Regions from separate parts of the Mus musculus genome. Here all the other regions are linked to region 2. The links are chromatin contacts, called in public HiCAR-type, HiChIP or PLAC-seq and promoter capture Hi-C maps. All regions are on one chromosome and are shown on one strand. Each heading gives the region's core, a stretch centred on a gene start, on an enhancer-like site or on the middle of the called end of the contact. The rest is flanking DNA. Distances are from core to core; before and after follow the strand shown. Region 1 holds the start of Krtap20-2 (keratin associated protein 20-2). Region 2 holds the start of Grik1 (glutamate receptor, ionotropic, kainate 1). Region 3 holds the start of Bach1 (BTB and CNC homology 1, basic leucine zipper transcription factor 1). Region 4 holds the start of B130034C11Rik (RIKEN cDNA B130034C11 gene).

Evidence for each region. Promoter capture Hi-C pulls out the DNA fragments that hold promoters and counts their contacts. HiCAR-type assays count read pairs that join an accessible place to other places. HiChIP or PLAC-seq counts read pairs in DNA pulled down with a chosen protein or histone mark.
Region 1: a contact with region 2 is called in a promoter capture Hi-C map of hippocampal neurons, with 5 times the contacts expected there. The contact joins the promoter of Krtap20-2 here to the promoter of Grik1 in region 2. A contact is called at or near these places in 3 of 39 promoter capture datasets (hippocampal neurons, pre-B cells and stem cell-derived epiblast-like cells).
Region 3: an H3K4me3 HiChIP or PLAC-seq map of embryonic forebrain shows a contact between it and region 2, with 8 times the contacts expected there. The contact joins the promoter of Bach1 here to the promoter of Grik1 in region 2. A contact is called at or near these places in 2 of 39 promoter capture datasets (cranial neural crest and hippocampal neurons) and 1 of 115 datasets of contacts at active chromatin or transcription factors (embryonic forebrain).
Region 4: a HiCAR-type map of astrocytes shows a contact between it and region 2, with 2.4 times the contacts expected there. The contact joins the promoter of B130034C11Rik here to the promoter of Grik1 in region 2. A contact is called at or near these places in 2 of 115 datasets of contacts at active chromatin or transcription factors (astrocytes and embryonic stem cells).

The regions. Positions count from the first base shown.
Region 1 is chr16:89,202,312-89,208,627 of GRCm38.p6, forward strand. Krtap20-2 (keratin associated protein 20-2) reads left to right here and starts at 3,550. Exons shown (of 1, transcript NM_001163615.1): 1 at 3,550-4,083. The coding sequence starts at 3,603. The coding sequence ends at 3,785.
Region 2 is chr16:88,287,058-88,292,584 of GRCm38.p6, forward strand. Grik1 (glutamate receptor, ionotropic, kainate 1) reads right to left here and starts at 3,159. Exons shown (of 17, transcript NM_146072.5): 1 at 2,528-3,159. The coding sequence starts at 2,645.
Region 3 is chr16:87,693,896-87,700,327 of GRCm38.p6, forward strand. It overlaps Bach1 (BTB and CNC homology 1, basic leucine zipper transcription factor 1), which reads left to right and starts at 5,059. Exons shown (of 5, transcript NM_007520.2): 1 at 5,059-5,161.
Region 4 is chr16:87,492,083-87,497,713 of GRCm38.p6, forward strand. It overlaps B130034C11Rik (RIKEN cDNA B130034C11 gene), which reads left to right and starts at 3,991. Exons shown (of 3, transcript NR_040375.1): 1 at 3,991-4,227. Cct8 (chaperonin containing Tcp1, subunit 8 (theta)) reads right to left here and starts at 3,787. Exons shown (of 15, transcript NM_009840.3): 1 at 3,647-3,787; 2 at 2,255-2,345; 3 at 1,625-1,704. The coding sequence starts at 3,706.

The DNA.
Region 1 (6,316 bases), core at 2,300-4,799, 920 kb after region 2:
TAGAGACACTGAAACTTATACAAGAGAAAGTGGGGAAAAGCCTCGAAGACATGGTCACAAGGGAAAAATTCCTGAACAGAACCTCAATGGCTTGTGCTGTAAGATCAAGAATTGACAAATGGGACCTCATAAAATTGCAAAGCTTCTTTAAGGCAAAAGACACTGTCAATAAGACAAAAAGGACACCAACAGAGTGGGAAATGATCTTTATAATCCTAAATCAGATAGGGGACTAATATGCAATGTATATAAAGAACTCAAGAAGATAGACTCCAGAAAATCAAATAACCCTATTAAAAATGGGGTACAGAGCTAAGCAAAGAATTCTTAACTAAGGAATACTGAAGGGATGAGAAGCACCTGAAAAAAATGTTCAACATCCTTAATCATCAGGTAAATGCAAATCAAAACAACTCTGAGATTCTACCTCACACCAGTCATAATGGCAAAGATCAAAAAATCAGGTTACAGCAGATGCTGGTGAGGATTTGTAGAAAGAGGGACAGTAACAACTCCATTGTTGGTGGGATTGCAAGCTTGTACAACCACTCTGGAAGTCAGTCTATTAGTTCCTCAGAAAATTGTGCATAGTACTATGGTGATATCCATAAATACCTCTCCTGGGCATATACCCATAAGATTTCCCCACTTTTAATAAGGACATGTGCTCTACTATGTTCATAGCAGCCTTATTTATAATAGCCAGAAGCTGGAAAGAACCCAGATGTCCCTCAACAGAGGAATAGATACAGAGAATGCGGTACATTTACACAATGGAGTACTATTCAGCTATTAAAAGCAATGAATGTATGAAATTCTTAGGCAAATGGGTGGACCTGGAGGTTATCATCCTGAGTTAGGTAACCCAATCACAAAGAACACACATGATATGTACTCATTGCCCATTAACTTAGAATACCCAAGATACAATTTGCAAAACACATGAAACCCAAGAAGAAGGAAGACCAGAGAGTGGATACTTTGTCCCTTCTTAGAATGGGGAACAAAATACCCATGGAAGGAGTTTGGAGGCAAAGTTTGGAGCTGAGATGGAAGAAAGGGCCATCCAGAGACTGCCCCAGGCAGGGGCCCATCCTATATACAACAACCAAACCCAGACAGTATTGCATATGCCAGCAAGATTTTGCTGACAGGACCCTAATATAGCTAACACTTGTGAGGTTATGCCAGTGCCTGGCAAATACAGAAGTGGATGCTCACAGTCATATATTGGATGGAACACAGGGCCCCTAATGAAGAAGCTAGAGAAAGTACCCAGGGAGCTAAAGGGGTTTGCAACCCTATAAGAGGATCAACAATATGAACTATCCAGTACCCCCCAGAACTATGTATCTAGTTGCATACATAGCAGAGGATGGCCTAATTGGCCATCAATTGGAGGAGATGCCCTGGTCTTGTGAAGATTATATACCTCAGTACAGGGGAATGCCAGGGCCAGGCAGCAGGAGTAGGTGGGTTGGGATGCAGGGCGGGGGGGGGGGTGTATAGGGGACTTTCGGGATAGCATTTGCAATGTAAATGAAGAAAATATCTAATAAAAAAGGGGAAAAGGCTGCACAGTGGTGTGAAGATTCAAGGTCAGGGAAAGCTTGAGTTCTCCATGTTCTGTGACTCAACTATGTGTTCATCCACAAGGTCTTGTGGTCAGATTCTCAAGGATAAACAAATAACATTGGCTGTAGCCTGCCATTTTTAGAGGCATATGGGGCTACACTGGTCAAGAATTCCTAAAGAGATAGCATATGTCTGATACTGGCATTTTTACTTGTTATCCTGCTGAGTCTAGGGTGGGTGTTGTAGCCCCCATTATAGTGTTACTCCATTTTAAATATATTTGGAATGCAAGCTTCTACAGTGACAAGCATATTTCCATCAACTTTCTTATAAGGTCTTTGGTGTTATTTATGATGACTTTCTTGCTTTTCCTCATCCAGCCTACTTAACCCTCTTGTTCTATTATAACTTTTCCCCCATTGTTATCACTGCATTTTACCTCAACTCCATGGAGAGCACTTACCACATGCACATCTACATTAACTCATTGATATCTTGACCTCTAAAGAGATATAGTAATTTAAACTTCATCGAGCTAACATTAAAATAGGGATGAGACACTGAAAATGGAATCTGACAAAGAATAGCCCATGACCTCAGTGGCTCAGAAAAGAATTTCAGGTAAAGAACAGCAGTAACTCAAGACATAATCCATCAACATATAAACATGACCTCATAAAACTAAAAATTTCTGTACAGTGAAGAACACCATTATTCCCATAAAGATCACCATCAAACACCCAAAACTATTTTGCAATTTCTCATTATCTCAGTCAGAATGGCTAAAATGAAAAGCACAACATTTGGAATGTAAATAAATAAAACAATTAAAAAAAAAAGAAAAGCATAAAGGACTATAAATGCTGGTGTGGATTTAGAGAAAGGGAAACATGTATTTGCAGTTGTTAGAAGCTCAAATTTGTACAGCTACTATAAAACTCTGTGTGAACATTCCTCAAAAAAAAAAAAAAAAAAAAGATCCTAGAAGTGGATCTACTGCATGATCCAGGTTTACCAAGATTGGCAATATATACAAAGGTCTCTATATCTTACTAAACCTGCTTATCAGTGACCATTGCTGATCTATTCAATATACCCAGAAAGCAGACTGTCTCAAGGTCTATCTATAGATAAACATGTAATAAAACTATGCTAGATTTATGGAATGAAACATTATTCCTCTGTTAGGATAAATGAAATTATGAAAATTGTAACAGAAAGAATGGAGCCACAACAATGAGCTAAATGAGACCTAAAAGCAAAATGCCACATATTTTGTGGATGTTAGACTTGAATCTTCAAATATACATTCTTACAATATCTCATGTAATGTTATAGTATTTTTGTAGATTCAACTTTATGTATTGCCCTTTTTCTTTAAATTTTATATATGATTATATATAAAGCTTGTATGACCATGATTTTAAAAGAAGTATGTTCTGCTGATTTTAAAGCAATTTATAATCAAAAAAGGCTTAAGAAAAACACCAAATATACTAATATAAGATGCCAAATGCCCACCAAAATAACAAACAACTTAACCAATTGTTCACGAGAAAGACTCAAAAAACTTATTCCTCAATACAAAATTCATTCCAAAAATAACAAAACAAAAGAGAGAAAAATATCAATCTTCTTCCTTCTCTAGGTCAATGGAAATTAATATATGCATATCTATGTATAATGGAGAAAAGTGTAATGACTTGTATCATGTGACAGAATCATGTCATGTATTCACTAATCTACTATAAGGAATGGTATGAAGAGTTGAAAAATAAATCAGATTCCCTGATTTGACTGTGGAATCATGTAGGAGCACAATTATCTCAGTTATGCAGCCTTGTGTGTCCAGTACATGACAACACTTAGGGTGTTTTATGAAGCATAGCAGTGAGCTATGTGGTGCTGCAACGCCTGTGGTTTCCACAACAATAACCCTGGCATATAAAAGGCCCTTGGTAGATTGTGACATCCAAACTAAAGAAACACACTCCTATTCCTCAGCTGAACTCTCCACTCCTGACACCATGTGTTACTATGGCAGCTACTATGGAGGCCTGGGCTGTGGCTATGGTGGCCTAGGCTATGGCTATGGCTGTGGCTATGGCTGTGGCTATGGCTGTGGCTATGGCTGTGGCTATGGTGGCTATGGTTATGGCTGCTGCCGCCCACTCTGCTATAGAAGATACTGGTCCTGTGGCTTCTACTGAAGAGCTTCAGCAGCTGCCCAGAATGTTGCCTATAAACTGCTGTCTTAATGAAGTGCTTATAAGCTTCTTCACATCAAGAACTCTTAAATAATTTCAAATATTCTAACTTTATAATGTAATATCTGATTTTAAAAATATGAAACTTAGCATCTTCTACTTATGCCCTCACCTTCAACTGGATTATGTGAGCACTTATAGTTTGGCACCATCTTTGAAACATTTTTTTTTAACATGATCAAATATGACTCTCAACCTGGGTATAGAAATATAAGTATTATCAAATAAACTTTCCAAAAAGTAAATTTCCATATTTCATCAGCTTTCATATGTTTTTCATTTGTATGCGTTTGGTCCCATTGTGTATTCACAGAGGAAAGGGGTGTGGGAGATAAAAGGATATGTTAAAAATGGACTTAGATCTGGGTAAAAAGAGGGAAATGGGAAGAGAAGGAAGGAGGGGGAAGGAGGGAGGAGAATGAAAGGAGAGAGAGAGAAAGAAAAGCACATCTACTCATGCACATTGGCTCCATATCTTTGCTATTGTGAACAATGTGACTGTGGACTTGATAGTGTTGGTAGTACTTTAAGATGGATTGGATTTCCTTTAGTTAAAATGCGGTGGCATGGCCTCTATTTCATACACATAGGCACACATATATACATGTAGAAGATATATATATATATACATATATATGTGTGTGTGTATTAATATGTATGGTTTTGTTATAAATATATATTACATAGTTAGTATATATAATATTTCAGTATATATACTTATACATAATTTATATATATTTATTATATGTGTTACAGGGAGTGATAAATGCTATGATATTTTCTGTCATGGCTGTACCATCTCACATTCTGTCCAACAATGCAAAAGGGTGCCCTTTTCTCTACAAAGTCTGCATCATTAATCTTTCTTCATTCTAGTATTGTCTAACAGTTGTGAGATGCAATCTCATCTTGTTCTTGATTGGCATCTCTGGGATATTAGCATAATAGAACCTTATCATATCTTTTGACCATTTGTATCTTGTCTTTTGACAAATATTTGTTCTAATTCTCTGCTCATTTTAGCATCATTTTAGCTTTTTGGCTGTTTAGCTGTGTGTGTCCCACATCAATTTTGTGTATTAACGCCTTGTCTGAAGCACATGTTCTCTTTCCTTGTGTACAGATAATTATTCTGTTGTACAGAGCATCCTTAGTTGGATACATAAAAAGTTATCTATATTTATGGAGTTTTTTCTCTTGGGTGTGTGGCATGTCCTTTAATAATCAAGCCATCTGTCATCCCTTCTGAAGCAATGTTGTAATACAAATATTGGCTAAACCCAAAGACACAGTACTTAGCTGTGTGAAAAGGAAGTATATCCCCTTTAGTTGTATTTTGGCATTACTTAATTAACTTTGTTATTTCTCTGCCTTTGACCACTATTCTTAGTCTCAAGGGTGTGGCTTAATAAAATTTTGTGTATTAAATGTACTAATCACTGATCTGATGAGTAGATGCCAAAGACTTCCCCCAGCTTTCATTACTCTGGCACTGGCTATGCAAGAGGCTTTTTTGTCGTTGTTTTGCTTTGCTTTCACACTGTCCTGTGTTATCATGTTATGCTGATGCCATTGGAGCTCTTTCATGAAAATTCGTCTTGAAAATTTTACTTTTGTTTTCCACTAAATTTCTCAAAATTTTAGGATTAAAATTAAGATTTTAGGTCCCTTTTGAGGTCATATTCTAATTTCTTTCTTATACACATACATATTGTGTTTCTATACCACTATTTGCTCAAGAGACATTTTGCATTGCACGTTTATTTGATATCCTTGTCAAAATTAAGTAAACCATGGTGCTATGGATTTATCCCTTGGTCTTCCTCTTCTTTTCCACTGAATCATGTGTCTGTTTTGATGCTAGTGGCATTAATTGTTGTTAACTATGGTTCTGAAGAATAATTTGAGATCAGGTATTTACAATGCCTTCAGCATCATTCTCCTCGACATTGTTTTGAATGTTTGAGCGCTTTTAGATCTCATGATCTTGGTGTTGTGTTGTTTTATTCTACTAACAATATAATTTGGACTCTGATAGAGTACATTGAATCTGTACATTAATTTAGTACATATAGTACTTAAATCATTAATTCTGACAGCCCATGATCATGGGATGTCGTTCAATTATTTGATGCTTTCTTCAGTTTTTCTTCTGTTCTCTAAAGGTTATTTATTTTGGTTTAGGACAAGATAATTTATAAACTTTACGAATACAGTCATTCTTTGGTCTCTATTTTTTGAAGATTTATCTCTATCTTTTATTATTTAAAACAATTTTCAAAATTTAACTAGTTTGATTGTACCCTCCAAGTCCTCTCCTCCTTCATATCCACCCAACTTTAAGTCCTTTCTTAAGGACAAAAATTAAAATTAAAATTAAAATTAAATTAAAATTGGACAAAAACCCAATTTACCACCACCACCCCCCAAAACAAAGGAAACAAAACCTCACAAAAAGGAAAAGAAATAGCACC
Region 2 (5,527 bases), core at 1,909-4,408:
TCGATGCAGTAGTGACATTTAGGGCACCACACTCCATGGATTCCCTTTGTGGTTATTTTCAGCTTTATACAAGATTATTACCTTGTATATAATCATATTTCAAGACATATTCACCAGGCACACATGCTAGAGCCTGACATGTGTTCATTCTCAGAAACTTCTAAGATCCCATGTGTGAAATTTATTCTACATTTGCACTTTCCTCAATTGCTAAAGTTTAAGCAGATACTCCAAGAAAGCTACAAAGCACCATTTGGCTGCCTTTTCCATATAAAGGCAATTATAAGTGTCTGGCTTTTATCTTGAACTTTAAGATATTTCAAGTTATTGAGCAAGGATGCACGTTAATAATCCAGAGTCCCTGTTTGTTGGTTGACTGGGAGCTTGGCAGATTGTTAAGAAGAAAAACAAGAGGTGAAAATGAATACAATTTCTATTCTCCTTCTCACACATAGAGTTTTGTTTACTTCCCTAGTCCTTTGATATTTTGCATTCAGTACTGGGCTTGACTGACAGGAGACTCACTGTAAAAGGCAGGTTCCCTCTGAGGTAACGCTGGTTTCCATGGTGCTGAAGTTTTTCATTTAAAAGCTATGTGTAGGTCTGTACATACAGCCTGTTAGTGTCCAGGCTAGCAACAGGTCACAAAGCGCTATAGAGGGGAGACTTGTGTGCTGCATATAAACACAGGCGCGTGCAATGTTTCTTCACGCACTGTAGCTTATATTTAAAGGAAAGAAATTCAATTATTTTGTGGCAAGTATCATAAGGTCAGTGAGGGATGTGGTTGTTTTTGTTTTGAAAACAATTTTCAAACGGCTGATTGTGATCGTTTGGGACTTGGCAAGGCGGTTTCTAACCCAAGGTCACCATTTTCAAGGTGTATAACACAAAAGCAACAATAAAGTTGATAACTCCTGGAAACTGTGACACATTTTCATTACTTTGTGTTCTTCACATTATTGTTTTGCTACAGGAAGCACATTTGACAGCATTCAAAGTCCAGTCTTGAATTTATCTTGGGCAAAGATGGTTTTAGTTTATCAATTGTGATTCTTTAAAAACTGTTTGGAAATCTATCATTATAGAGTGAGTCTAAGCTATCTACTAAATGCAGATATGCCTCCATACTCTAGAAGACACATGTCAAGTTAGTATTTGGGATTTTTCCCTTCCGTTAAAAACTATACTTTACGTGCCTAGAGAAAACACCCTTCAAAGAGTAAGTTTTTTTTTTTTTTTTTTGGAGGTGAGGGGACATATTCAGTGCAAAAGTAAATAAGCAAGCTGTAGGTTCAGAATTTTTCTGAGGGTCTCACTAGTTGAAGATCAGTATTACTGTAGTTACTTAGGGAAATGGACGGACGGCTTGGAGCCTCACTGTTAACTGCTGCACAAGGTGCCAGCACACTCAGGCCACTCAGTCAATTCTTAGAAAGAGTAAACCTTGAAGTCCCAGGCTTCATTTTTCCCCCTAAGTGAGAGAGGGGAGAAGCCAGGAGACCTGTTAGCAGTCAACAGGCCACCTATGGCTCTCCCGAGACCATCTATAATAAGAATAGGAACTTAGAAGGCACGCCGAAAATTAAAATACAGAACCCACAGTAGTTTAAAAGGAAAAACCTTACAGGTTTGTTAGTGCCTAAAGCCGAGACCTCCACTGACCAAATCTTGGCAGTGAAGCTGTGCATGCATCTACATGAGACCACAATGACCATTCTGTTAGTAATGCTGGCCCTTGGTTCTGTTTGTGACACCTCAAGATTTCTGTCTTTAGTGTTCTAGTAGTCTCTTTTTAATCTCTTTGGAGGTTTAAGCCTAAACTTTCCCAGAAGTTGTCTGGTTTGGGGATTAGAAGACACTGAGTGGTAAGCAGGTGGGTAAGATTGGGCAGGGAAAGGAAACTTCCGTATTCACTGACCATCGTCCCAGATCACTGCACTCTCAAGCTCGCCAGTGCACACCTTCAGACTTTCCAGACTCCATACAAAAGAACGCAATTTAGAGTTAAAAACTTGAAGGCTTTGAGCTAACATGCTGTGTGATATTCCCATGGTGCTAATGGTTCGGGGATTCTATTGTTAAGGTTCTGACATTCTTTTCTGTAATCCGGACTAGTGGACTGGTGCACATCCACTTAGGCACCTGGAAGAGAGATTTCACCCCGCCTCCAATAGCCCAATTCAAGTGGTCAAAGGTGCGCGGTGTGCGCGTGACTTGATGGTAGAGTAGGAGCCAACCCAGTTGAGCCTGGATCCCTGCACTATGGCTCGGATTCTTGGATCTCAGATTGAAAAAACCCGCCAATCATACATTCTGGGAAAGCTGGTACCTGTCAGGAGGGAAGCAGTGACCGACTCCCACTTTCTTGTGAAGCTTTAAGTGCTCGGTGACCCCTTATCCCCAACTCCCATCCCCACACCAGCGCGCGCTGCCTTGCCTTGGGCGCGCTGAGCTTTCGCGGGCACAGAGAGCGACCGCGACCCCTGGAGCTCAGGGCTCGGAGCGCTTCCGCGGGCTCACTCACCGATCCTGAGCACTTGAGGGGAGGTCTGAGGAAGGATGTAGCACAGGAAATAGAGGAGTGTCCAGCTGGTGTCCCTGGTCCAGAGCCCGGGTTGGATAAGGACTGTGCCGCGCTCCATCTTTCAAGCTTCTTAATTCATGCCGAAACACAGTCGTGGCCTCACGCCCGCAAGATGCACCCAACTTGGGCTGGGTCCCCGCCTCATCCTCCCTGGATGTTCCGAGTCTGCACACCGCGCGCTCTCTGCTCTCAGGAGAGCGAGGTGGAGGGAACAAGCGTGAAGCGGGCGTCCGAGACTGAGCTGCTTGGGGCTTCTTGCACGGGTCGTTAGCCCATCACTGCTCGTCCTCTTCCTCCTCCATGGGCTGCATACCTCCAAGAATCAGCAGGATTTCGCTCCTGGAGCCCAGAGACCAGCTGAGGAAAGTTGCTGCCTCGATTTGCTGGAACGTCTCACTCATTCGTCCTCTGGTCAGATGCAGAAGTGATGGGTGGGGGAAATGGGTAGTGGATTCAGGGTGCAGTGAGGAAAAGGGAGAAAAGGAGGGAAGAAGACACCCAAGGAGAGAGGGAACTGGGGGAGTTGGTGCAGAGCTCCAACCAAACAGGATGAGCTCCAGCGGGTTTACTGTGATACAACCCAGGCTTTTGCTTCTTTCACAGTCCCGCTTTCCCTCCTCCTCTCTTGGCCCCACCCTTTATTTACTGCCCGCCCCAGCCAACCCTACTAACCCAGCCAGACACACTCAGTAGCGCGCATACTCGCGCACGCGCTCGCGGACACACACACACACACACACACACACACACTCACTCGTGCTCACATGCGAGAGCGCGGGCGCGCGCGCGGGCACACACACACACACACACAATTTACAGCATGCACTCACACATGCAGCCCCTCAACTTCGCGCTGTGGTGCTGGAAAGTCCATTGAGTCTAGCATCCCCAAGACGGATCAAATCTAATCTATTGGTCCCTAGGCAAATGGAATTCTGCTACTCCTTGTAAATGACAGCCTTATGCCTAGGCTCCTATACCGGGGTCTTAGAGATGCGTAGCACGTGATAGGAAATCACAACCTCAGCGAGTAATCTTTAAAAATTACCAGAGTTTCCATTTTTAACTCTGAGAAGGATGAAGAGAAAGGGAGAGGAGGAGAAAGAAGAAGGAAAAGACATAGGTACCCTTCAGTCTTTTAAGATTATAGCGACTCTTCCTATTCGAACCAGGCATAATGTCTTGAAAATTGCTTCCATTTACAAGCGCAGAACTGAGAAAGAGGCAGCTTCGGGCACGCAGCTTTTCTTAATTTCTTTTGACTGTCACATTGAAGCACTGGAAATAGGCTATTTTAACAATGTAGGTTTAGAGAGCATTTCTCTGTAGAAGGACAAGGCCACTTCCCCCGGGAAATCAGCGTTTGCTCATGTTGGCTTAATTTCCTATGAGCTTTCTGGGGAATGTTCCATATAAATGTTTGCTGGTTCTGTGTGAACACCTCAAGGTGCTTTTTTTTTTCCTTCGTAGGAATTTGGAAAGGTGATCTAAATTGAGTTAATTCATAAAAGAAGCACTTGTAATTATATGAGCCCAGAATGAGAAAAGATTACCAGAGTAGTGTATCTTAAAATTCACTTATTCCACAAATGCACATTGAGTAGCTTATACATGCTGGCAGAGACTCTGTTCCCTGAAGAACTTATCATGAGAAAACCACATTATATTTTCTAGGAAGAGGCTATAGTGTCACTTCTGGAGGCTAGTATTGTATGTGACTTCTCAATTTTTCAGCATGAAAGTTGAGGGAATAGAACATGGACTCTGATAAGAAGATGATTCATGCAGATTTAGGGGTGCACCTTACCAATGGAAAGGATCAAAGACATAAGTGGCTGTAGGCAGACACATGAAGTTCTTGTACTGAAGAAAGAGGGCTTTCTTGGTGTTGGTTAAATGAGAGGAAAAGTAAAAGTAAGAATAGTAAATGGAATTTTTTTTAAAAATCAACTTCAACTTATTTTAGACTGTTTCTAAAACCAGATAGAAACAATGACATGATCTGCCTCAAAAGAAGGCCACACTCTCCATTATTCATCCACCCATCCATCTACCAACCATCCATCCATCCATCTATCCATCCATCCATCCCTCCATCCCTCCCTCCTTCCATCCACCCATCCACCTACCTACCATCCATCCCTCCCTCCCTCCCTCCCTCCCTCCCTCCCTCCCTCCCTCCCTTCCTCCATCCATCCACCCATCTATTAAATGACTTTCTGTGTAACATTGTGCCAAGCCTTGAACACATAACAGAAATATGGTTACTGCTAGCATGAAACACATAGAAATATAGCTCAATGATAGAACTCCTTCCTGGTAGACATCAGGCCCTTGAGTTCTCTCTCAGACTTAAAAAAAAAAAGTCAGATTTGGAAAGCCATACCATAGGTGCAAAAGAAGAAGAAGGAGGAGGAGGAGGAGGAGGAGGAGGAGGAGGAGGAGGAGGAGGAGGAGGAGGGGAAGGGGGAGGAGGAGGAAGAGGAGGAGGAGGAGGAAGAGGAGAAGGAGGAGGAGGAGGAAGAGGAGGAGGAGGAAGAGGAGGAGGAGGAGGAAGAGGAAACTGACCTCATTTAGGAGTTTGTGAAGGATCATTGTACTGATCCTTTGATGAACAAGTGGTAAATATTTCTTAAAGTGAGAATAAAAATTTTAAAAAAAGCTATGGGCTTATTTTTAAACTTAAGATTAAACATATCTAGTCATTGACCTGTTCTTGAGCTATCAAAATCTGAGGACTAGTAGGGGAGATACTGCATTCCAAGTGCTTGGGAGTGCAAGGTCGAGAATTAAGTTGGTTTCTGACCCAATGCTTTCTTCTAAGTTTTTAGAACATTCTACATGTTTTTTTTCCAAATTGGTTAAAAACCAACCAAAAAACAAACAAAGTCCTCCCATTGTGTGCTTACTCATATCTAGATTCCTCCTTACCTTGGTTTA
Region 3 (6,432 bases), core at 3,809-6,308, 590 kb before region 2:
ACAGTCTGGGATGTCCCTGCTTCATGGGTACATCTTCCTGGGGACTGGGAAAGCACAGCTATGGGACAAAGAAGCTCTAAGTGTAAGTCGCTGTGAGACAGTAGCATAGAATCTTTATGTTGTACACCAGGTGATTTTCTCAATTGATTGTCAACATCAGCTGATAATAAATTTCCTTCCTATGGACTGTGTGTATGTGTGTGTGTGTATGTGTGTGATTGTCTCAGTTAGGGTTTTACTGCTGTGAACAGACACCATGACCAAGGCAATCTCACAAAGACAACATTTAATGGGGGCTGGCTTACAGGTTCAGAGGTTCAGTCTGTTATCATCAAGTGGGCGCATGACAGTGTCCAGGCAGGCATGGTGCAGGCAGAGCTGAGAGTTCTACATCTTCATCTGAAGGCTGTTGGGAGAAGACTGACTTCCAGGCAACTAGGGTGAGGGTTTTAAGCCCACTCCCACAGTGACACACCCACTCTAGTAAGACCACACATATGGGGGTCCAAGTCAACCTTATATGTAATTTTCAGCCTTATATTGTTTTCCAGACAGGGTCTCTCACTGAACCTGAAACTTATTGACTTGGCTAGGCTGGCTTAGCTATTGAGTTCCAGGGGTCCCATTTCTGTGTTTCCAGTGCTGGGATTACAGGTGTGTACTGGATTTGAAATCAAGACTTCACACCTGCAAGGCAAACACTTTAATGGCGGAGTCTTCTTCCCAGCACCCTCCCCAGACTCTTAAAGATTTTTACCCCCTTTAAAAAAATCTCATGAGAAAAGACAAATTTGAACAATCTTTTTCATTAATATTTTAAGGAATGAGTAATAGGAAAGATCCTAAGGAGAGCTTAAATGCTAACATAGGAAACTATGCACTTCGATTTGTAAACATGTTGGGGGAGGGGGAGTGGAGCACAGTGAATCTGTAATGGAGGAAAATGCCCACATTTTGTTGGCTTAGCAGCTAATATGCTATGCTAATTCAGGAAGTCCATATAGCCATTTTCGAATATGCTGATAGTCAGCTGGTAAGAGAAAGATGCATTCTCCCTCCTCCCTCTCCCTCCCCCTCCCCCTCCCCCTCTCCCGTCCTCCCCCCTCCTCTCTCTCATTTAAGTGGTTTTGGTTCAAAGCAAGGAATACTGAAAATTATGGTCCTTTCCTTCATCCAGCCTACACGCGTTTCCTTTCTATCCTCTCAACTTTAGCATTAATTTAAATAGCACATATCTGAAAGATTTCTCATCAGCCTAGGGATGAAATCTAGCTGCAGGCACAGTGCATTATCCTTCCCATTGGCTTGGTTTTATAGGTTTGTTTTTTGTTTTTTTCCTGCTAGGTGACAAGCTTCAAGTTCTAATTTACCAGTTTCTCAACCTCTACCGGCCTTGACCGCCCGCATCAGTGTTAACAATGTTGCTCCTTGAGCGGTGCCCAGTCTGCTGGAATCAGAATCTCAGGCAGGCAGGTCCAGAAGTCTGTATTTTAACGTCCTGTAGATGCTCTCACTGGCTGAAGTTTGAGTTGCTCCTCATAGTCCTGACAGTCTCAAACCTTGGGATGTCTTTGTAGGGAAGTTGCATATGACCAATCAGAATAGAGGCCATTGTGATCATGTGAGAAAAATGTTGAAATTGTGGTCTAGAGGAGAGAAGAAAGTGCATGCCCGACAGAGAAAGACTGTGTAGTTGATGTTCTGTGTGGTCCGGAGAATCATCTACAATAGCCATATACTTTAGTTGAATGAGTGAATTTGTTCAGTATACAGAAACCAAAGTAAAATAATAAATGGAAAGGGAGTAGATTATAATCTTGGGCACTCACCACATCCAGCAGAAATAGGCTGGGAAGGATCTTCAAGGCAGATGGCTGGAATTCCCCATGGGGGGTCCCAGGCAGAGTGTCCCCTCAAGTGAGGCTACAAGTAAAAGGACTCGCAACATTTTAGAGATGACGTAATCAAATAATGGCTCTTACAGCATCATGTAGAACCAGACTAGGGATTTCGGAGCAGTCAGCTGGAGTTCCCAGGCGAGCCTTCTCCCTATGATTGAGACTCTGCATGGCTGAACTTCTGGCTTCTCTTCCCTATGTAGACCTTAGAATAGCATGGAATAAGCAATAGTAACCTCTATTGGAAATGGCTCGCTTTCTAGCTCTTTTCATAGGTCCAGTGCATTTACTTTTTGGTCTATGTACTGGCTGGTTTTGTGTCAACTTGACACAAGCTGGAGTTATCACAGAGAAAGGAGCCTCCCTTGAGGAAATGCCTCCAAGAGACCCAGCTGTAGGGCATTTTCTCAATTAGCGATCAAGGGTGGGAAGGCCCATTGTGGGTGGTGCCATCCCTGGGCTGGTAGTCCTGGGTTCTATAAGAAATCAGGCTGAGCAAGCCAGGGGAAGCAAGCCAGTAAATAGCATCCCTCCATGGCTTCTGCATCAGCTCCTGCCTTCAGGTTCCTGCCCTGTGTGAGTTCCTGTCCTGACTTCCTTTGCTGATGAACAGCAATGTGGAAATGTAAGCAGAATAAACCCTTTCCTCCCCAACTTGCTTTTATTTTTATTTTTTATTTTTAGTATTTGTTCTCTTAATACTTTAATACTCTTTTTTTCTTGGCTATTTTCTTTATTTACATTTCAAATGTTCTCCCCTTTCCAGGTCTCCACTTTGGAAACCTCCTCCCCCTGCCTCTATGAGGGTGCTCCCCCCCCCCATTCCCATCCTCCTGCTCTGGTGTTCCCCTACACTGGGGCGTTGAACACCCTTAGGCCCGAGGGCCTCTCCTCCTACTGATGTCCTACAAGGCCATCTTCTGCCACATGGGTTGCCAGTGCTATGTGTATTCTTTGGTTGGTGTCCTGTCCCTGGGAGCTCTGGGGGGTCTAGCCTGTCAACACTGTTGCTCCTTCCATGGCTCAGTGGCTAAGAACACTGATTGCTCTTCCAGAGGTCCTGAGTTCAATTCCCAGCAACCACATGGTGGCTCACAGCCATCTGCAATCTGATGCCCTCTGAAGGCATGTCTGAAGACAGTGACAGTGTACTCACATACATTAAATAAATAAATAAATAAATAAATAAATAATAAAAATGCCACAACTTGCTTCTTGGTCCTGCTTTTTTTTTGCTGCAATAGAAACTCCGACTAAGGCAGACTGCTTGGCTATTTTTCTTCTCGTCTTGTCACAGAGTTGGGGCGGGCATCCCATGCTAAGTGTTCTTAGAGGACAAGTCAAGAGAAACGTGCTTAGAGGGAGGTTCTCTGTGAGCTAATACACATGACATAAGGCTACTTATCGAAATAATGTACACGAGAGGCGTGGGAAGAAGGCAGACTATACTTTGGCTCAGGATGGAAGGAGAGTGAGTGTGACAGACACCCCAGGACCCTCGAATGTCTGTCAGAACCACCATCAACTCGCACAGTCTATCCCTAAGTGTCTCCCCTCATTTCTCACTGAATACCTACATAATGATCTCAGGATCCTGAACATGCCGCCTGCCTCCACGCCTGGATCCCCTCACAGCCTGGTAGACCACACTCCTCTCAGCCATGCCCTGGTTTTAGCTCTGTTGCTGTCCCTGCCTCACAAAGGCACCAGGTCACCACTTACATGGCCACCCCACAGCACTTAGGCCATATTCTCACCTACTTTAGAGGTAACTGAATGTCCTTAAGTCACAAGAGCTTACGCACTGTACAGATGCAGTCATGTCAATGTTATCACTATTTGGAGACAACCCTCTCCTGGAGCCCTTGCACTGTCTGTGTGTGTTTAAGGAGCACATACATTTTGGGGCTTCCCATTTTTCTACATCTTTCCTCTGGAACTCAAAGCCAGCAACATTATTTCTTCCTACAAGTCCTCCCAGGGCTACTGGCCTCAGGGGTGGTAATTCCTTCCTCATTTTTAATCAGGTTGGCCAGCCCAGTCCTCTCTTTCTCCAGACTGATAAGCCCTGCCACGAGTGCATGCAGCTTTGCGTAAAGACACTGCCTTGAACAACAGCGAACATAATAAAAAATAGAAACGAACAATTGGATTAACACCCCAATAAGTAGCAGAGGATGAAAGCATGACCAGGACTTGAGGGAAGACGTCTGACATGACCAGACACGGATGCGTCCATGTTTCCTGGTAGTGCAGCGTAGAGGGACAACAGGAGGCTGCCAGACAGTACAATATTCCGGATATGAAGCCCAGTACAGCGTGCTTGCCCATTGGTGAATGCAGTCCGTCGTGGCTAGGCAGATAAGAGTGCAGCTTATATTCAGGCAAGTATGAAGGGCGCAAGAATAACTCTCAAAGCAGTATTGGCTGAGCACAAGGAGTAAAGGGATTTGATCGGGGAAGCATGCATATTAATGGGTTATAATGAGCAAAGCACACTCCAGGTTACCTGCCTTGCGGTTTTCGAGGAAGGGCCTCAAGGACACAAACAACTAGAAGGGAAGCTAGTGATCATTCAGAGGGGCAGCAGCCTCCCCCTCTCAGAATCTGCTCCTAAAAGTCCTGCGGAGCTTCAGACAGATGTTGACATACACCCTTTTCAGCAAGTTCAAACACCTGGTTTTTGTGCTCCTACAGGAAAGCAGCCCAGGAGCTTGGCCGAACTGAGCTTCCGAGGTTTGGGGGCGTGGGGCAGAAGACCTTATCTAATCTGTGTGTGGGGGGGGGGGAGGGGGGAGAGGGGCTGTGTGAACAAAAACCCTGGGGGCGTGGAGGCGTCAGCCTTTTTTTTTCCCTGCCTTCAGCAGGTGAGGAAGAGGTGGTCTTCCGTGACGTGTAACCTTGCCACCAAAGGCAGAGATAGGGCGACGCGGTTGGAGGCCTGGCGCTCAGCAATACAATCCACAACGTTACACGGAGCTCGCAGGAGGCGAAATAGAGAGGCTCTTACTAGCGGAGGGCGTGGCCTGGAACGGGGCGTGGCTCCAGGCAGGGCGTGGCCTGGAGCTCGGCAGGGCTTCAGCTACGGGGCGGGGCCCGGGGGCGGAACCGGGGGCGGGGCTTTAGCGCCCCGAGGCGCTGGCGGTGGTGGCGGAGAGGAACGGAGCGCAGGGGAGGAGACGGGCGGCTGTCCGCGCAGAGGGAGTGAGTCACCTGACCGCCGCTTGCCGCCTGCAGTCGGGCCGCGCCGCGTCTCGGCTCCGGTAAGTGGCTCGGGCGGTGCGCGGTGCCGTCCTTCCGTCCTTTCCGGGGGTCACCGGGGCTGGTGGCGGGCGGCCGCGCGGGCCTAGAAGGGGCGGCGGGCTGCGCGCTGTTTACGCGCTGCGCGGACTCTCTGGGCCGGCCGTGCCGGCGCCGCCCTGCACCGCGCTCCGCCGCGGGCCGCGTCCCGCTCCGCCTGCTGCGGGGGCAAGGCCGAGCGGGCCGGGGTTCCGGGACTACCGGGCGCTCCGCGCTTCCCTTTGTTGTTGCTTGGCGCACGTTTGTAATGTGGACTCGCACAGCATAGGCAGAGTGGGTCTCGATGTTAACGACACCAGCTTTTGTGTTCGTGTCCGGTAGGGCCAGGGCCAGCGCGTTTTCGATCTTCTCCGGGACTTTGGTGTCATTTAGTGGAATTGCGCCGATGGCTTTTATGTAGTGAGCTCTCTATGTTCAGCGTGCGCTGAGTCAAGGCAGACGTAGTAGTAATTCTGAAAGAACGCGTGTGGGAAAATCCTGCTCCCCAGACAGGCTTGGAAGAACAAAGACTTTTTTTTTTTTTTTCAGGATGCTGTTCTTTTTCCTTTTGGAGAATTGTAGAGTTGTGACTGCTAGCCTTGGAGGACGATGCCCCTGCTGGGTCTTTGTTTAGGCATTGAGCACTCCTCTCAGCTCACTGGGTTTGCAGGAAAGGCAGTTCAGAAAGATTAAAGGATGACCACTGTAGATTTTTGTTCGTGGCCGAGCTTTTGAGCTCTACAAATATTCAGAGAAATGGGAAGAGGTATGGGTTGGCCTATTCTTCCTGCTCTTGTGGTAGTGGTGCAAGCTCTGGGCTGGGCTTGAAGGCGCTTGCCACTTCTGGCTTTGGACATCGTAAGGGAGTCTAGAGGAAAAAAGGCTCCTGGTGAGTCATCTTGGAGTTGGGTAGCTTTGGAGGAGTGATCGCCTCTTGTTGTTTAACCGTCGGATCTGTCAAGTGGCTTCCCTTTGTTCGCTACGTTGGTTGGATAACAAGGTAGGGTGACTCTTTAAAAGAGTTTGTGTTGCTGAGTCATTCACCCCAGACTGAGAGGTAATTAGGAACAGCTGGTGCAGATACGCGCATCACATGCCTCCACTATAAAAGGCTGAGCTGCACACACGAGGGGTGGCTTCAGGAGGCCGGAGGGGGTCCAGCTGCGGGCTGTGTGTTTTGATCCAGGTAATCAGTGGCTGACGTGGTAGAGCGTGCTTAAGACGTGGCCAAGGAACACCGAGGTGGTGTTTAAAC
Region 4 (5,631 bases), core at 2,741-5,240, 790 kb before region 2:
AACAATGTTTTGTCAGGCCTGTTGGGGCACACCTTTAATTACAGCATTCAGGAGGCACAGACAGGAGGGGATCTAGAGTTCCAAGCCAGCCTGGTCTACAGAGCCAGCCCATGACATCCTGAACAGAGACCCTGTCTCAAAAACAAACCAAAGGTTTTACAAGAAATAAAACATAGGCAGTTTTAATACCACTTATACATCTAAACATGCTCTTGTTTGAGGAACCCATGACTCCCCTTTTTCTTTTCTCTCTGAGATAGTACAACACGCAGTCAGACTCTCTCTCTGAGATACTACACGCAGTCAGACTCTCTCTCTGAGATAGTACACACAGTCAGACTCTCTCTGAGATAGTACACGCAGTCAGACTCTCTCTGAGATAGTACACACAGTCAGACTCTCTCTGAGATAGTACACGCAGTCAGACTCTCTCTCTGAGATAGTACACGCAGTCAGACTCTCTCTCTGAGATAGTACACGCAGTCAGACTCTCTCTGAGATAGTACACACAGTCAGACTCTCTCTCTGAGATAGTACACACAGTCAGACTCTAGCCGACGTTGACTTTGAACTTCGGATCCTTTTGCCCCCCCCCCCCATCTCCTGAGTGCTGACCGCATGCAGAAGCCACCACACTTTTATACAGGTTTATACAGCGTCGGCAATCAAAGCCTAGACAGGCACCTACACCCAAGCTTCAAAGTATTTTTAAAAAGCCACAAAATTCAATTCTTAGGAATTACTCTTAGACACTGTTCAATTTAAATTTTCAGCAATGGGGACAGAACCTGGGGCTTTGTGTTTGTTAGGCTCAAGAGCTGCATCACTGAGCTATCTCCCCAGGCCACATTTATAAATCAAAGACTACGTCCCCCTTTAAGTCAACACCACAGCTCTGTTATTCTGAAGGTCATTTTTATTTTTGTGTGTGTCTGTGTGTGGCTATGTGTGAATAGGTGCCTAGAGACTGGAAGGGGGTGGCGGGTCACTCTAAACTAGGATTCCATGCTCTGTGTGGACTGCCTGATGTGGGTGCTGGGAACTGATCAAGAGGAGTCTGCACTCAACTCCAGTCCTCCTCATTTCATTTACCATGAAAAATTCCTCCACAAATATTTGTGAAGGTAGATTTTTCTTAGCATATTCTTTAAGCTGTTAGAGAAATGTGAATTTTTCTCATTTTTTAAAAAACACTATTTACCCCCTCCTCCAATACTAAACCACAGGTTTAATGGAGCGAGAGATGGGCATCACAGCCCTCTTATCCTGCTCCAAGTATCTATTCCACACCCTCTTGGACAACAAAACTTCAGGGAAAAAAGGAAAATGCCAAAAGGTTATGTAAAATAAAGTATCAATATTTACCAGTTTATACTGCTGGAGAATTCACATTAGAATCAATCTATAGAATAATAAATCTCATCATCATCAGAGAAATACTCCTCAACCCACCCACCCACAGACAATTTAAGAGTTTGAGTAGCCAAAATGGAAAACCTAGAAAGGTCACTTATAAATCTTCACAATAAAGTGGAGGAAGAAACAGCCTTTCGTCCTCTAGATTGAATACAGTTTCACCTATGTCAGAGTCATGGGTTTTTGATGGTTTTGAAACAAAACTTACTTCTAGCTCTCTTAAAATAGTCGCTGCATCGTTTGTCACAAACAACTTCTCCAGGCGATTGATGACCATTTTATTCATTCCTTAAAAGTAGTTGCAAAGAAAAAAAAAAAGGTTCCATTATTATTCAAATATTCTGCAAACAACCCAGGAAAACTCCGGCAAGAAGCCGTACTGATGTTTAGCCCCAGAACACACCATCTGTTTAGATCAGCATCATAGCCCCATGGGCTTCCCTGACTAAACACCAACATGCTTAGCATGTAAGACGTGCTTAATAAACAGGAATTAACACTAAAATCAATATGCTTAGAAACACATTTGGTTTCTTCCGTAATCTCTTTGTGTGCATCTCTAATTCAACTGGTGGTTAAAGGGAAGGAAGAGCTTCCTGATGCCGTGCTGTTTTCTGCAGACTGCTGAGCCTTTCCACAATAGTACTGGCCACTAGTGAGGATGCTGGACTTCCCTAGGACCTAACAGGGTAACAGCATCGTTTCCAATTTCTCTTTTCCCAGAAAGCTGCATTCCTGACTGAAAGTGAGAGGCACATCAATGCCACCGACCATAAAACACGTGAGGCCCGCTCTCTACGCTAACAGTCACACCACACAGCCTGAACTTGGTCATTACCATTTGGTCCGTACGCTGTGCGAGTAGTCTGAGCAAGCTCCTTGCAGGCCTGTATATTTCTATACACAGCCTCTTCTAATCCCGAGAAATGCTGAAAAAGAAAATGTCTGCTTAGGCATGATAACCAAGTTAAGAGTTTTCTACCGCAGGATACCTCTGTTGAGTATGCTTCTAAGAAACAGCCAGGATCACACAGGCAGTCATCAGACAGCCTCAGTTTCCCCCACTGGGCCTGGCTCTCTTTCCTATCTGTAAACTAATGGGATAATCAATAGCTCCTACTTGGCAGATTATTACTCACCTAGCTAAATAACAACTATTCTTCCTTCTGCCTTTTCCAGGGATTGAACACAAGAAAGCAATCTACCATTAAACTACAATCCCAGCCTACTAGTACTAGCTTTTAACCTAAATTTGGGGGATGGGGGTACTTTAAAAAAACTTGTCTTCACTATAGCCTCCATCAGTACCGATTTACACAAAGTATCTCTGTGCTGAAATGCTAGCCTGTGACAGAAATCCTTTAAATGTATCATGTCCTCAGCCAGAGTGATGGAGGAAAAGATGGAAACTGGAAGCTGTTGCTACCCCTCAAAAGGTTAACAGTGTCATTTGCAGAACTTACTAACTTACATTAAGCCCTGACATCCATTCAGTATGCCAGTTATCACTACAAAGGGGACACCACCTCTCTGTACTGCTAAGAATCCGCTATTTCTACAACTTGTAAAAATATGAAAGACAAAACAAACGTTATCTGGCAGCTTGGGGAACTCAGGACAAATCGCTCCATAAGCAATGTGACCGCTTTAAAAAAAAAAAAAAAATCACTCCTGAAACTACGGCCTATTCGATCTGGGGTGGGGCTTCATTTATCCTGTAGGCTACGACATCGGACAGTCAGAGTGAAAAGACAGTTAACAGCCTTCGGCCCGGTCTCAACTCAGAAAAGGTAAAGGAAACAGAACGTCCAGAGGAGAGTTTTCAGTAGAGCAGTGGGGATCGGACGTGTCTGGAAGGAAGCAACCAAGGGCAGGCCCAGGAGTGACCATGCCGGACTCGTGTCATCTCCATCCTACAATCCCCGGCCCTCCAACCACCCGTTACCAATTCCGTCCAAGTTCATTAACGCATCGCCAGCTCGCGTTAAGGGCGGCGCCCGTGGGCTCCATGCCGCAGACAGGGGCGTGGGGAGCTGGGATGCAAACCCGAAGCCGCCGGGGGAATAACAGAAATGCCCACCAGTTCCAGCGAGCCGGCATCCAGAGCACGCTTCCCTTTCTAGAACCTTCTCCATCCCGATCGCGGCGCGGCCGCCCGCCCGCAGGCCTGTCGCGGTCGCCACAGGCGCAGACCCACCCTCCCACCGTACAGTCCCTCCACGCCACCTACTTTGGCTCCATCCTTGAGCATCTGGGCAAAGCCCGGGGCCTTGGGGACGTGAAGCGCCATGGCTCGGCCGCAGTCCACCGCTCACGCGCTCGCTCCGAGACGCCGAGGAAGCAAGGGGCGCCGCGCACTGCCTGCTGGGAATGGGCCTCGGCGCCGCCTCGCGTCCCCCTACTTCCGGTCGCCCCGCCCCTTCAACCTGCAGCGTCTCTGAAATATCGCGAGAACCAGAGGTTCCAGCAGACAGACCTGATCTGCCGATTCCCGATCAAAGCGGACGATCAGGCCGAACCCAGAGCGTGCATGCTCCCTTCGTGTCCCTTGTCCTAAGTTAATGAGTAAACTTTGGTTAGGACGTTTGGCTTGTGATATTTCGGTGGCGGACACCCAACGTCTTATCCTTCACTTAAACTTAATCCTGCAGACCCAGCACCGGGGCAGGTTAGCCTTTTCTTCTCCAAGCTCACCCGCCCTCGCCCCTATAAACTACCAATGGACATCCTCTGTGTTGGTCACTGGGAAGCACTGAAGGCTCGAAGGTGATCTTTGAAATAGCATGGAGGATTGCAACGCGTGGACTGCACGTGCGTAGCAGAGCTAAGCGGTTTGCTTAAGTGCAGTTATCTTTGTTATTGGTCAAATTTAAGAATGAATATTAATCTCCATTTTATGGAAGGGAAGTTGATAACCACAATTCAGTGGTACGCAGAGGTCACCAGGCCAATAGATATTACAGCGACGATTTCTACCCTAGATGGGCAGATTACAAAGTGGGAATAGTTAACCACTTTATCTATATCTATATATCTATATAGATATTCTCTACTCCCCCAGAATCTTTTTCACAAACATTTCTATGTAAATAGAATAACTTCATAGAGAAAGTAAAACACTCTTACAATAAAAAAATACAAAAAAATGGAAGCATCTCCTGCCCTTGCAGAAAAATATGAAACGCTTTGGTGAGTCGTTGGACATAGAGAAATTAAGATTTTCTTTACATTGGGACAGACTCATAATTGCAACCGTACTATCAACTGCAATTTTTTTTTCTATTAAACATTTTAAATATGTAACCATGGGACTGAAGGAGCTGAAGGGGTTTGGAGCCCCATGGAGGGAGCAACAGTGTCAACAGGCCAGTTCCCCTAGAGCTCCCAGGGACAGGACAACCAACCAAAGACTAAACATGGAGCAACCCATGGCACTGGCCACATATGTGGCAGAGGATGGCCTTGTTGTACATCAGTGGGAAGAGAGGCCCTCAGGCCTTAGGGTGTTCAATGCACCATTTGTAGGGAAATGCCAGGGTGGGAGGATGGGAGTGGGTGGGTGGGGGAGCACCCTCATGGAGGCAGGAGGAGTGGGGATGGGATAGGGGGTTTCCGAAGGGGAGACCTGAAAAGTGGAAAACATTTGAAATGTAAATAAAGAAAATATCCAAGAAAAAGAAAAGAAAAGAAAAAGGAAAAAAAAATGTAACCATGAAAATACTTTCTTGTCACCGAACACAAGGTAAGTGAGCCAATTATATTGGAAGACAGAGCAAACGTTCAGTGGTTCTCAAAGATTGGTTTTGACACCTCCGAGGCTCTCCAACGCCCTTTCAGGGCCCATGACTACGCAAGTGTTTTCATAGTAATACAGAGCTGTCTCCTCTTCCTGTGGGGAGCTGTGAAGGCCTGCTGGGTGTTCAGTATGTCACAGTATGAATGTGAAAAGCACAAGGAGCCACTTACACTCTTTGTCGTCCACTAAGCCACATATAAAATATTTGGGGAAAAAATTGAGAATATCAGTCCTCAAGAGAGACATTTTCAATAATGTTATGTTAGCCTTCAGTGTTCACTGCTATATTTTTATATTAATGTTAAATAGTTTGATTTATAATATTAACAATCAATGGTTACTACGATACCCATTAAAAACAATCATTGGGTGACTCTGTTTAAACTTCTATGTGGATTCTATGTCTGCAAAGTACATGA